Regions from separate parts of the Rattus norvegicus genome. Here region 1 is linked to region 2. Evidence: chromatin contacts called from public Hi-C data. All regions are on one chromosome and are shown on one strand. Each heading gives the region's core, a stretch centred on a gene start, on an enhancer-like site or on the middle of the called end of the contact. The rest is flanking DNA. Distances are from core to core; before and after follow the strand shown. Region 1 holds the start of Tlk1 (tousled-like kinase 1). Region 2 overlaps Tlk1 (tousled-like kinase 1).

Region 1 (5,812 bases), core at 3,196-5,695, 110 kb before region 2:
TTAGTGTGGCAGGATCACAACAGGACTTAGGAATTAGCATTGGGGCCCTTCTTCTTTTGGGTTGGGCCCTTGACAAAGCGTCGGTTGTACTGCATTCGCCTCTTGGCTCGGACCGTCTTCTTCTTCTTTTCTTGTTTGGCCACCTTGGGAGTCCGACCTCTCACTTTTCCAGCACGAGCCAAGGAACCATGGACTTTACCTCCCAGCATGCAGCCAGCTACTTCTAGAGTGGTCAGGGCCTCTACACCACACCGGCCTAGGGTGGTCTCATCCTCCAGTGGCGAGCCTGCCAGAAGCAGGACTTGATCTTCGGGGCAATGACTTCCAGCGCGGCCACATGAGCTCTGATCTGGGCGACTGTCTCCTGGCTGGTCACCTCGAGGGTGTTTAGTTCCTGGGTGCGGACAAAGAGCTGCATGTTGGCTACTAACCTGTGGACTCCGCTGCTGCTCCCACAAAGAAGTAGTCAAGGAAGAGGAAGAAGTGGGGGGGCGCACGTCCTCACCGTCTGCTGCGTGTCACCGCAAAATGCATTTTTTACATCTATAATATTAGATTTTTTAAAAATAATTTTACTTCCAAAGACAAATGTAAAAGAGTCTAATAGCCGTAGCTGTAAATTCTAGTCCCTCTATAGATGAGGGCTCAGGTCTCTACCTGCTGTATTGACCTTGCCTCAAGAGACCTTCAGAGACTTCTGCTTTGTTCCCTCGCCTCTTTATTGAGCCTTATAAACCCATTCTTTTCACAAAATTGACAGGACACTTGGCCTGGGCCAGATACTCCTCTAGAGGCTTCAGAATGAAGAACGCGGGCACAGGACCCTTTTCTATCTCTTCCCTGCTCTTTCTAGAGGAGTTCCTGCCATCTCTTCCTTGCCACGCTGACTTCCGTGTTTAGCTTTCTTTCTAGGGATATTTCAGTCGGGAAGGTTGCCCAAAGACGCTCTCCCCGTATTGTGTCCTTGTTCTTGAGGTCCTCAGTGGCAGACTGAAGGTCCCTTTCAGTTGGAAGTTGGAGTCTTCTGATCATTTCCATATTTTTCCTACCATGCAATCTATTACTCTGTACTTATTTTAAGTGATTATACACACATAAATGCAGACACGTTTTTCCAAGACAGATTCTTTTTTTTTTTTTTTTTTTTTTTCAGAGCTGGGGACCGAACCCAGGGCCTTGCGTGTGCTAGGCAAGCGCTCTACCACTGAGCTAAATCCCCAACCCCCCAAGACAGATTCTTGATATATGTCTTAGGGTTTTACTGCTGTGAACAGACACGTGACCAAGGCAACTCTTATAAAGGACAACATTTAATTGGGGCTCGCTTACAGGTTCAGAGGTTCAGTCCATTATCATCAAGGCAGGAGCATGGCTGCATCCAGGCAGGCATGGTGCAGGAGGAGCTGAGAGTTCTACTCTTTCATTTGAAGGCTGCTAGAAGATTGGTTTTCAGGCAGCTAGGAAGAAGGTATTAAAGTCCACGCCTACAATGACACACCTATTCCCACGAGGCCACACCTCCTAATGGTGCCACGCCCTAGGCCAAGCATATTCAAACCACCACACTGTATGACCCAGTAGGCCTTGGACTCATGGTCTTCCTTCTTCAAGCTACCAAGCAGCTAGGGTATCATGTATACAGCTTATAAAATTATCTACTTACATAATTTTTGTCTAGAGACATTTTATGCTTAAATTATTTATGTTATTTAACGAACTTTTCCTGAATATAAAAAATATACATTTGCTGTGCACAATTTGGGGAAGGACAGAAGTAGAAACAATAACTGTCATCAAAACAACCTAGTCATTGTCTTTTTGTGGTACATCCTTCTAGTCATTTATTTTTGTACAATCTTACAAATGGCAATCATATCCTCGTTTTACTTACTATAGCATACTCTGAAAATTCTGTCACTACCCTTTGGCATTTTTTTTTTTGAAGGTGTGAGTGCAGACGATACGTGAAGTTCCATTTTTAAGCTAAGCCCGGTTTTCTGCTTAGCTCCTTATAACTGGAAGAGGCTTCTTTAGAGGGTGGTTAAGTTTTCTCTTCATCCTAAGCTACAAGAAGGCAAGATCAGAATATGTAATTGTCCTTCTCCACAGCAGCCACAAGCAAAATGTAACTGAAGCAACTCGCTTATGCATGTGCCATGCGCCTCTAGTCATCATTAAAAAGGGCAAAACAACAGGAAACTCAGACTGCAAAAAATGCTGTCAGGAAGGTGTCTGTAGTCCAGTCTAGCACTCGAAGCAATCCTCTTGCCTCAGCCAACCAAGTGATGGGATTAAAGGCTTGGGCCACCTTGCCTGTCTGCCTTGGGATTTATTTACAGTTTATGAGGAATTGAACTCTGAACTAAAGTCCTGGAAATGAGAGGAGTCTAACCTCTTTGCTATAGATGGGAAAGTTGAAATAAGGATTTTTTTAAATAGTTGTTGACATTAATGTCAGTTCTCGTAACTTCCTTCCTGCCCTGTGCTCTTTATGATATGACTTGCAAACTGAGCTTACTCTTAAAAGAAAGAGGGGGGGGGGTAGAGGGCTTGCCTAGCTCCTATGAAGCACTAGGCTTGATCTCCAGCATACAGAAGAGCAAGCAAACAGTATCCGTATATATCATATGAAGTCATACATAGGTACACAACCATGAGATGGACGATGTATATCCATCATCTAAAGGCTTGCACATGAGTGTTCATGGAACTAATATAGCAAAAGGGGGGGAATGCAAATGTCTATCAATAGTTTAAGGGACAAGGTGTGATATATTCATACAAGAGAATGCAACCATATGGCTATTAAAATAATTATGTCCAGGGAAACCATTTTATATCCAGAATAAACACTGGACGCTTCATCTAAAATTCAGGAAAATCCAAATTACTCTGTAGCATGGAAAGCAGAAGTGTGGTTCTGAGGGGGATGGAGGTAGAGCATGGAGGAACCTCAAAGGGGTAGGTGGACGGGAGCTGGGTGGGCAATAGATGTTTGCTACTGATTGTACAGGGGGCTTCAGAGCTGTGTACACCCTAGCGTGGGACCCAAAGCCACGCACTTTACAGTGAGCCCATTCATTGTCAATAACGTTCGTTGTTCAATGTGTGACAGTTCTTAGGTTTCAAAAGCAGAATGTGACTGAGAACAGAAGAATCTGAAGCACAGGGACACTCCAGTGACTTCTGGCATAGCTGACAACCAAGGCTCTAATGATAGTTTATCTGAAGAAAACATTACTATGAGAAATGCAAAGTCATAAAAATAAAAAATAGAAATGACATTTTTGTTCCCCTGGTAATCATGTCATTTCCTTATGCCGGCACAGTTGCTCTATAGCATAATCTTTTCAGTGTTCTATTCAATTTGGTTGTTTAAAGAGAGCAATAACCTTGCCGTATTTTTCCTGGACTACTAGACTGTTCTTTTATGAACAAGATGGCCAATCGCTGGTGTGTGTACGTGGGCGTGCAGAAAGCTACGCTCTATCTATAAATTTTAACAAATACTGTAATTTGTTTGGGAAATTCGACGTCAATACTCAACAGCGGCACCAGAAACTGGAAATTTCTAGAAACCATACCTTCAAGATGAACACTATAGTTTTTTTTGAAATGTGAATTCAGTAGTCAATATTTTCTATTTAGATTTTCCACTTCTGTGAAAACAAAGAACAGCTCTACTATACACATGGGCTACCCCACCGGTAGGATTTCTCAATTCCTTTGATAGATTGTTTTTAAGGAAAGTTTTATTTTCTTAGGGTTTTTTTTTTTTTTTCTTTTCTAAATTCCGTGACGACTCCTGTTCTGCAGACCTGTAAGTGCACACTGTTGTTGGTTTTTTTGTTTTTTTGTTTTTTTGGTTTTTTTTTTTTTTTTTTTTTCCTTTTTCCTTCTGAGGGGCAAGAGGCAACTCTCAACTTTTCAGTTCCATTTTGAGACTCCGGAGCCGGGCGAGAGCAGAGGCGTCTCGGGCAGGCTGGGTGTGGGGCGCGCTTCGGAGCAGGCGCGCCGCGGCGAGGGGGAGGCAGGTGGCAGCGGGGGCGCGCCTCCCTCCGGCCGGCCCCGCGCACGCGACTCGTCTCCCCGCGCCTCCCTGCGCGCTCGCGCCCTCCCCGCCCTCGCCCCGCCCGGGCAGGGCCCTCCCCCTCCCCCCTGCCGGCCCCGCGGCCGCCGCCGCCGCCGCCGCCGCTACCGGAGGCGCAGGAGCCTCGCGATAGTGTTTGCATTGGCGGCGCGTGACGCCGCCGCCGCCGCCGCCCGTAACTGATGCAGAGGTTACCCCGCCGCCTCAGCCGCTACCCACCGCCCGCCGCCGCCCGGGCGACGCCGGGGCCCGACGCACTGCAGAGGTGCCGGCAGGTTCCGCCCGCGGAAGTGGCCTCGGTCGGCGCGGTCCGCGCTCCGCCCGCGCTCCGGCCCCGGCCCCGCGGCCCCGGCCACTTGCCTCCCCTCAGCGCTGCCCTCCCCGCCTGCCCTCCGCCCGGCGCGCTCCCTCGGCGGCGCGGCGCTCCCCTCCCAGCCCTCGCGCCCGCGCTCGCCCTCAGCGCGGCCCCCGCCATGACGGAGGCGGGTGCCGGTGCCGCCGCCGTCGCAGGGGGGGAGTCGGGCTCCCAGAAAGTAGCTTGATGAGTGTCCAAAGTAGCAGTGGAAGTTTGGAGGGGCCGCCATCTTGGTCCCGGCTCTCCACGTCTCCAACCCCAGGCTCGGCGGCAGCGGCCAGGTCCCTGCTGAATCACACGCCGCCATCCGGGAGGCCCAGGGAAGGTAAGCGCCACCGCGCCCTCCCGCGGGCTCCCTCGGCCCGCGCGGACCCCGGGCTGGGGTGGGGGATGGCGGTTCGCGGGCGGGAGGCCTGCCCTTGCTCCCTGAGCCTCCCGGCCTTGGGGCTCGGATGGGATTGCCCTCGCGGTGCAGCCTTGGCGCGCGAGCCCCCTCCCCTAGTCCGCACTCCTCCCATAGAGGCGGTCCCCGCGCCGCAAGCCCGACCGCCGGGACCGGTAGGATGCCCCTCGCCCGCCGCCAGCGTGCTCCGGGCTGCCTCGGGTCCGATTCGGATCCCCAGCGCGGCCCCTAGAGCGATCCCAACGGCAGACCGACTCGTGGGCAAGGCAGCTCGTGCCACCCCTCCAGATGGTTGCAACTTTCCTTCCTTCGCCATCGACTCCTGCGTGTTTGTACGTTATGCTCGTGGGTGCAAGTAGGCTCGTGTTCCTCTCTGCCAGGGGTGGTGGGGTTTTATGGAAATTCTTGCTTGAAGGTTCCTGCAAAACACGCACCGAGATCGGTTACAATTGTTTTCTAAGTTTTCTGGCTCCTTGCATGCAAGTGTTCTGCCACCAGATGTAGCAGTCACACAGCCAGTAAGGCACCTAGTGCTTTTGACTAAAAAATGAACTTGCTGCATTTAACTTTAAGTATACTCCATAAAATGGAATGTGGGAGAATACTCGTTTACCAGGAAAGAATAAATTTGCATCGGATCTTTTCTAACTCGCTTTTGTCTGGAAAATGCGTAGCTTAATTCGTTAGCAATCGGTAAATGGGTTGTTCGCTCCCGGTTGTCTCGCACAAGGAGATTATCAGCACCTTTAAAAAGAGGAGAAGAAAACGTTTGGAAGTCCAGCAGTCTAGTAAATCTCGTAAAGAAATTTAGACCTTATATTTATGAGTCATTAGGATTATTGTAATTTGAAAATATGTCTATACTTATTATCCATAACCTTGATAATTGCTAATCAAATATTTCTTGCCCGGATCCAGTGGTTGAGACATAGCATTCTTTGTCATTTTGTTCCCGTGAGCATGT
Region 2 (6,130 bases), core at 1,463-3,962:
TTTTTCCAAATGTAGATTTAAATAGCCTACTAGTGCTTGGGCTCAGTGAACCAGTATCAGCTTCGTGTAGAACTGGTGCTTGTTGCTGAATAATTTCCATGTTTCCACCCATCTGTTTTGAGTATTAGTTGTTTTCTTGTCTTGTGGAGTCTGCACTGACTGCAGGTAAAGTGCACAGTTCTCATCCTTGAAAGCAGCTGTACCGATGGGTTGTAGTCCATTGGGAGGGGAGAGTGCTGCACTGAGCTCGTGGAAGTTCAGTCCCCAGCACACTGCTCCCCCAAAACCAGTAAGTACAGGCACTTCGGTAAACACTTGGATGTTGAAAGGATGCAGAAGCTGCCGTGGTGATGGGGCGGGGGGCGGGAGACATGCGGTTGGCTTTCCTTGTGGCCACCCACTTTCCCTACTTGAGTTTAAATGTGAACAAACTCACCAGGTCCTTCTCTAGTTTGACTGTAAATTTCCATGTTTTTAAAGAAGTTTTTCCTCTGAGTACATGAAATTTCAGTGTTTTGAATATTTAGACTAATTCTAAAACTGCTTTGGCCGCTAGTTCCTAAGTTGAATTTTTGGATGTTGACTCATTCTATAGTGGTTTTGAGTGTGTATAGCCTGTCCATTTGTATCTGAATTGGCTTTCCCAGCCAAAATACATCTCCAGTTATCTTACTTCCTTTTCCCCATTAATTAATTTATCTAGAGCCTGGTTATGTTGTCCAAGCTGGCCTCAAAGTTGATAGCAATCCTCCTGCCTCAGCCTCCAGAATGCTGGGATTGTATGTGTGGTCTACTCCACTCCCTCTAGTGGTTTGAATAAGTTTGGTCCCCATTGATTAATGTGTTTGAGTGGTTGGCACATAGGAAGTGGCACTATTAAGAGGTAGGTATGACCTTGTTGAAGGAAACGTGTCACTATGGAGGTGGGCTTTGAGGTCATATGTGTGCTTAAGCTCCACCCAGTCTGGACCAGTCTATTTGGATGCTTTCGGATCACGACGAAGAACTCTCAGCTATTTCTCCAACACCATGTCTGCCTGCATGCCACCATGATAATAATACTGGACTGAAACTGTAAGCCAGCCCCAGCTGAGGGTTTTTCTTTGTAAGAGTCACCTTGTTCACAGTGTCTCCTAAGATGTGGGTCTCCCTGCCCTCACGGATCATAGGCCGACTTGGTCCACAGGGGCAAAGATAGCAGAGATGTTGAAAGGGTTGGAGTTTGGAAGCCCTGGGAGTATGTACAGTGGATGACCACACGACTACTGCTTGTCAGTAGGCAGATTATCTTTACTTAGGGTGACTGGAGGCTTATAAAGTTTTCAGGGACTGAAGGTAGGGACATCTAAGATGAGCAAAGATCATTGGCTGGGGGCTTTAAGGAACCTGGAATGCCTCGTTAGCATGGGGAATCATTTCTGTAATCTCAGATGCCGGCTGAATGAATGTTTTCTCTGGAGAAAGGAGTTTGATCCTATAAACTAATTAAGGCTATATGACATTCCTCAGGTAGAGGCGGCGGGGGGGGGGGGTTAGAATACCCCAGACAAGACCACAGAAAGAGAGGCCCTGCTACAGAAAGGAGTCTCACAGTTGTGCCCTGCCCAGAGGCTATCCCGTTGCAGTAGACTTGGGCCTTGTTAAGCAGAGCTTTCCCATGCTAAGACACCCTGAAAATTTTTTCTTCAATAGGTAAGATTTGAGTGTGTAACCTGAATTCAGAATTTGTTTCCATAAAACCGAACCAAAATGGTAGAAAGTTTCAAGTGAATAGCAGGGTGTGTGGCTTGTACCTGAGGCCTCAGCTCGGATCCCTCAGGCGGAGCCCCAGCCTTCAGCTTGGGCGGGTGTGGATCACCTGCCCAGGCAGCACACTGAGGGCACAGAAACAGCATCACAGTGTGGAAACAGGACGCTGACAGCTCTCAAAATGAGGATCCAAGTTTCTAACATCGCTGTGTGGAGTAAAGGTCACTGTACTCTGAACTATGCCCAGCACTTAGTAAATGCCAGCATCCACTGCTTTTTTTAAAAACTCCAAGATCATCGCTTTTGCCTTATGCACAAAGAGAAGTCTATTGTGATAATTTAAATTCCTGCAAGAAAAAAGTAATTTCTCAATGTTTGAATCAAGTTTCAAGGAAGAGATGATTGGATTCCCAGAAAAGGGAAGGCAAGCAAATGGAGTGACTAGGAACCGAGTTTGCAGGGGAAAGGCCCAGGAACTGTGTAGAACCAGCCAGAAGCTGCTTTGGCCAGTATGCTGTTTGCTCAGAAGCTCTTCTGTGCTTTTCTGTCATCTCTCTGTAACAGCCATTTGGAGTAAGATGGAGGAGGGAGGGTCTGTTCTTCCACAGAGGAAGCCGATGTGACAGAGCCTCATGGTCACTGATGCATCCGAAGGGGAGGAGGGAAGCTAAGCATAGTGAAAAGTACCTGCAACCTCAGTATCGGGATGTGTCGAGGTGGGAGCATTAGTTGAAGCCCAGGGCCAGCCTGGCAGGGCCTATAAAAGGTAGGTAGGTAGACAGACAGACAAAGCCCAACCTATCTATCTTTGGAAGCCTGAAATGTCACTTTTCAGTAGTGACAAAAATCAAAGAGCATATGTGACTTTTTTTTTTATCATCATAAAAGAGCAAACCCAAAGAAAAGTATTGGAACGATGTCAGCACACACAGTTAGAGGCAGTGAGTCACCGGAGAGCACCCTCATGTTGGAACGATGTCAGTGCACACAGAGGCAGTGAGTCACTGGAGAGCACCTTCGTGTCTAAGCTCACTTCAGGTAACATGAAAGTGAGGTGCAAACCAGTGCTCCCTGCTGTGTTCCCTTGCCTTCTGCAGTCAGATGAGACTACCCACAAATTGGACATGCATGCCCTCCCTGAAAGGCCTCTAGGGTGTTGACGCCTCTCATGGAAAAGCAGAAAGCAGCTCCAAGCTTCTCCCTGCCCACTGCTGTTCTCTTCCTGTTGAAAGCTTTTGAACTGACTCAGTAGCTCACTCAAAAGAAAGTTCTGGAAGTATGGAAAAGTTTCAATGCATCCCTCCCAAGTCTTGGAATTGAAAAGTATATGCTCCTGTCCCTTCGTGCATGTCACTGTGGGTTGTTCAGCACGGCCTTCCACAAAGAATCCTGACCACGAAGTGACTCCATTCCAAATTTTCATGTAAGCTTCAAGGCTCTTAGGCTGTTGGGAAAGCCCTGGGCCAAACACCATGACCCCACCGTCCAATCTGAGTTAATTGCCTGCTGTATATGTGTTCATTCATCCACTTAGCAGGAAGTCTTCTGTAAGACAGGGTAGTCATCAAACGTAGACACCGAAGTTGCCAAAAAAAAAAAAAAGGAATATAATATTTGGCAGTGTGTTTAGGTGTTTCAGTTTTCAATTATTTTGTCTACTAATGACCAAATTACTAGTTTCTTTTTAAATATGCAGAAGGGTAATGTGGAGATGTGGGGTCTGGTTTGGAAGTCAGTTCCGGCTTTGTCTAGTCACTAACTCCTATGGGAGGCTTCTACGTCTGCAAACTGTTTATTGACTCCCCTGCCTGGCAGGACCTAGCACAGGAAGTGAGTTAGCACAGCAACCCACACCTGAGTGCCTAAGAGAGGGTTAGGCATGCCATCCCCACACCCTTGGAAGCATTCGGAGGCCCTAAGGAGATGGACGACTGGGCAGCAGCCAGCCCCTGGGTTTGGTATGCTTTTGAACCCCTATCTGGGCAATGGGAGGCCTGCCTGTGCCTCTCAGGAGTCCCTCACCTGCCCTAGCACACTCAGTTTTGGGAGGCCTAGAGCACATTCCTGGGGGTGCAACTGGGTAGGTTGGATCCTCTTTCCCAGGCTAATGCTGCTGCCCACCTTGTACTCTGTGAATCTGAAGCCACTGTGGACCCTAACACTGGTGGCTTCTGGACTAAGCTATCCCAGGGCTTGTTAACTTTTTTTTTCTCGTGACAATTTTAACTCTCCAGTAGGAATGGGCTTTTTCCTTCCATTTGTAAAGCTTTTTCAGAAGCATAGGCTATCGGGCAGACACATAGTTTCAATTCTGAAACATAGTTTCAAGTCTTTAAAAGAAACCTCTTTGAAGAGAGCTCCCCTCACTCCCCATTATCAGATCATACACATCAAGATTCAGAATTCCCTAGTAGTAGTGGCCATATTAAGGAATGGGAACAGCATGGGCAGGATTATCTTGTGTGTACATTGAGTCAATAGCATATTTACCTTCAAATGTACTCATCTTTGCCTCTGGCCAGCAATGTCTTTTTTTTTTTTTTTTTTTTTTTTTTTTTTTTTTTTTTTTTTTGCTTTGTCTTTTGGGAGAAAGAACTATGCTAAAGTATAGTTTATTTTTTATTTTGTTGGCTTTTTAATTCTAAAAGAAGGTCTTGACCTTTAGTATTAAGTAGGCTGATTTGTAAGAAGAAAATAATTGACTTTCTAGTGGCGCTAATGTTAAATGACCACAAAATGGCTTGTCAGCTTCTTGTTCCATGGAGTTCATTGTCTACATTTAATTCCCACATTTCTAGAAGCCATACTTGGAGATGAAATCTGGAAAATATAAAGTTCTTGGTTCTACGTTGGTTAGAGGGGATAAGCGTGCCTGCATTTGTTTAGTGGTCTGGCACAGAAGGCATGAGTGGCAATGGGGTAGCTTACTTTGAACAGTAACATGAGACCTCGAAGGGCTTTCTTGCCTGTTTCTCAGGCCAGCCATGTTGGCGCTACAATTTTCCCTTCTGGTTTGGAGAGTTTGGGTGAGATCACGATGGGAACACTGTTCTGCTCCTTTGCCGTCACCACATGCTGTTACCACAGGACTAAGAGTTAAAGCCAAGCAGGGTTTGGTCTCTGTAAGAAACACTGTTCTTTGTGTGCATTTACTCCTTCTTGGCTAACATGCAGGGTACACTTCAATAAAAACAGTAGCAACTGGAGCCATCAGCTTGTAGCACCAAGTGTTGGCGTCCATTCCCCTCCCCACCCCACCCTGCCACCACCAAGCTTTAAGTTTTTATGATGTGGTTATTCTTTCCATTGAATCAAAATGGCAGAATTGGATAGGGTAAGCTAGAGTTACGAGTCCCCCACCATGCCAGAAAGAGAAGCTTGGTACTCATTTCATGCAAGAGTCTACTCAAGCTTGGTAGGTCTCCTTGGCAACTCTCCAAGCCACCTGTCCTTGGCCTGGGGTCTTGACTGGTGGAAGGGTACTTGTGTTTATCACACATGAGCATATTTGATCATTTGTGCACTTACAGCCACTGCAGAGGGAGAAGCAAGGGAGAGCGCCTGGTTCTCATGCCCTCAAACCGTGAGTATCGTTCTTGGCTACAGTTGAGTCATGAGGCCTCAAACAACTTCATAGTACTGTTAATGTCAGGAACTTGACAAATGACCTGTTTCTGTGTGTAATCTGTACTTTCTAGAAAGGCAGCCTTAAATGTATGCATGTTCTCATGCATATAGGATGGGATCACGGCTCCCCAAATGCAGCAGGTGTCTTAAGAGCTCAGCTGTAAACATCTGACCCAAGGGACCCTGGTATCATCATTAACAGTAATACTAGGAGGGTGCAGGGGGATAGCTCGACATGACAGCCCAACTGCATTTCCTTCCCTTTGCCATTTATGTTTGTAAACACATAGTGGGCCGTCAGGAGCTCAGACCCCTTCCCGCTGTGACCATGACATTGCTCTTCTGATGTCCAGCCACCGCCTGTCTCCAAGGTAACGCACCACTTAGCCTTTAGTGATCGCAGATTCAGGTGCACTTTGTCTTTCAGCTTCCACACGGTCGTGCCTGGCGTGTTTCCTAATGTTTCCCATCTGTCAAGGACCCAACAAATCCAACTCCAGATGGAAACTCCTGGAGACCCGAGCCTAAGAGCAGGGGGACAAGCTGAGACTGCCACCCAGGTCCATGTTCTGTCCTTAAAGGATTCATGGGGACAAGACACTATATCTGAGGTTCTGGACTCAACCACAGTAACATAGAGTCATGCCCACTTTGTAGGCTTAGTTGGGGAGGGATGCAGGTCTAGTCTGCTCATAGTATGGCAGCAGGAGCTGGTCTGAGCTGGCCCCAGGGCTCCCAAAGCTTAATTGGATTA

What was found. A called contact is a pair of places that touch in the nucleus more often than the background predicts.
Region 1: a contact with region 2 is called in a Hi-C map of liver, with 4 times the contacts expected there. The contact joins the promoter of Tlk1 here to the enhancer-like site in region 2. A contact is called at or near these places in 11 of 12 Hi-C or Micro-C datasets (the A7r5 cell line, Schwann cells, frontal cortex and 6 more) and 1 of 1 datasets of contacts at active chromatin or transcription factors (oligodendrocytes).

What each region holds. Positions count from the first base shown.
Region 1 is chr3:76,033,692-76,039,503 of GRCr8, reverse strand. It overlaps Tlk1 (tousled-like kinase 1), which reads left to right and starts at 4,445. Exons shown (of 20, transcript NM_001395018.1): 1 at 4,445-4,770. The coding sequence starts at 4,632. It also overlaps the pseudogene Fau-ps1.
Region 2 is chr3:75,922,678-75,928,807 of GRCr8, reverse strand. Tlk1 (tousled-like kinase 1) reads left to right here. Exons shown (of 20, transcript NM_001395018.1): 20 at 1-505. Among named protein-coding and RNA genes, the nearest start is that of Gorasp2, 43 kb to the right of the region's middle. Within about 2 kb of position 2,712, at least 12 of the 93 cell types and tissues checked have an H3K27ac peak or open chromatin away from gene starts, as enhancers often do. A contact at or near this core is called in kidney and liver, where this site is marked.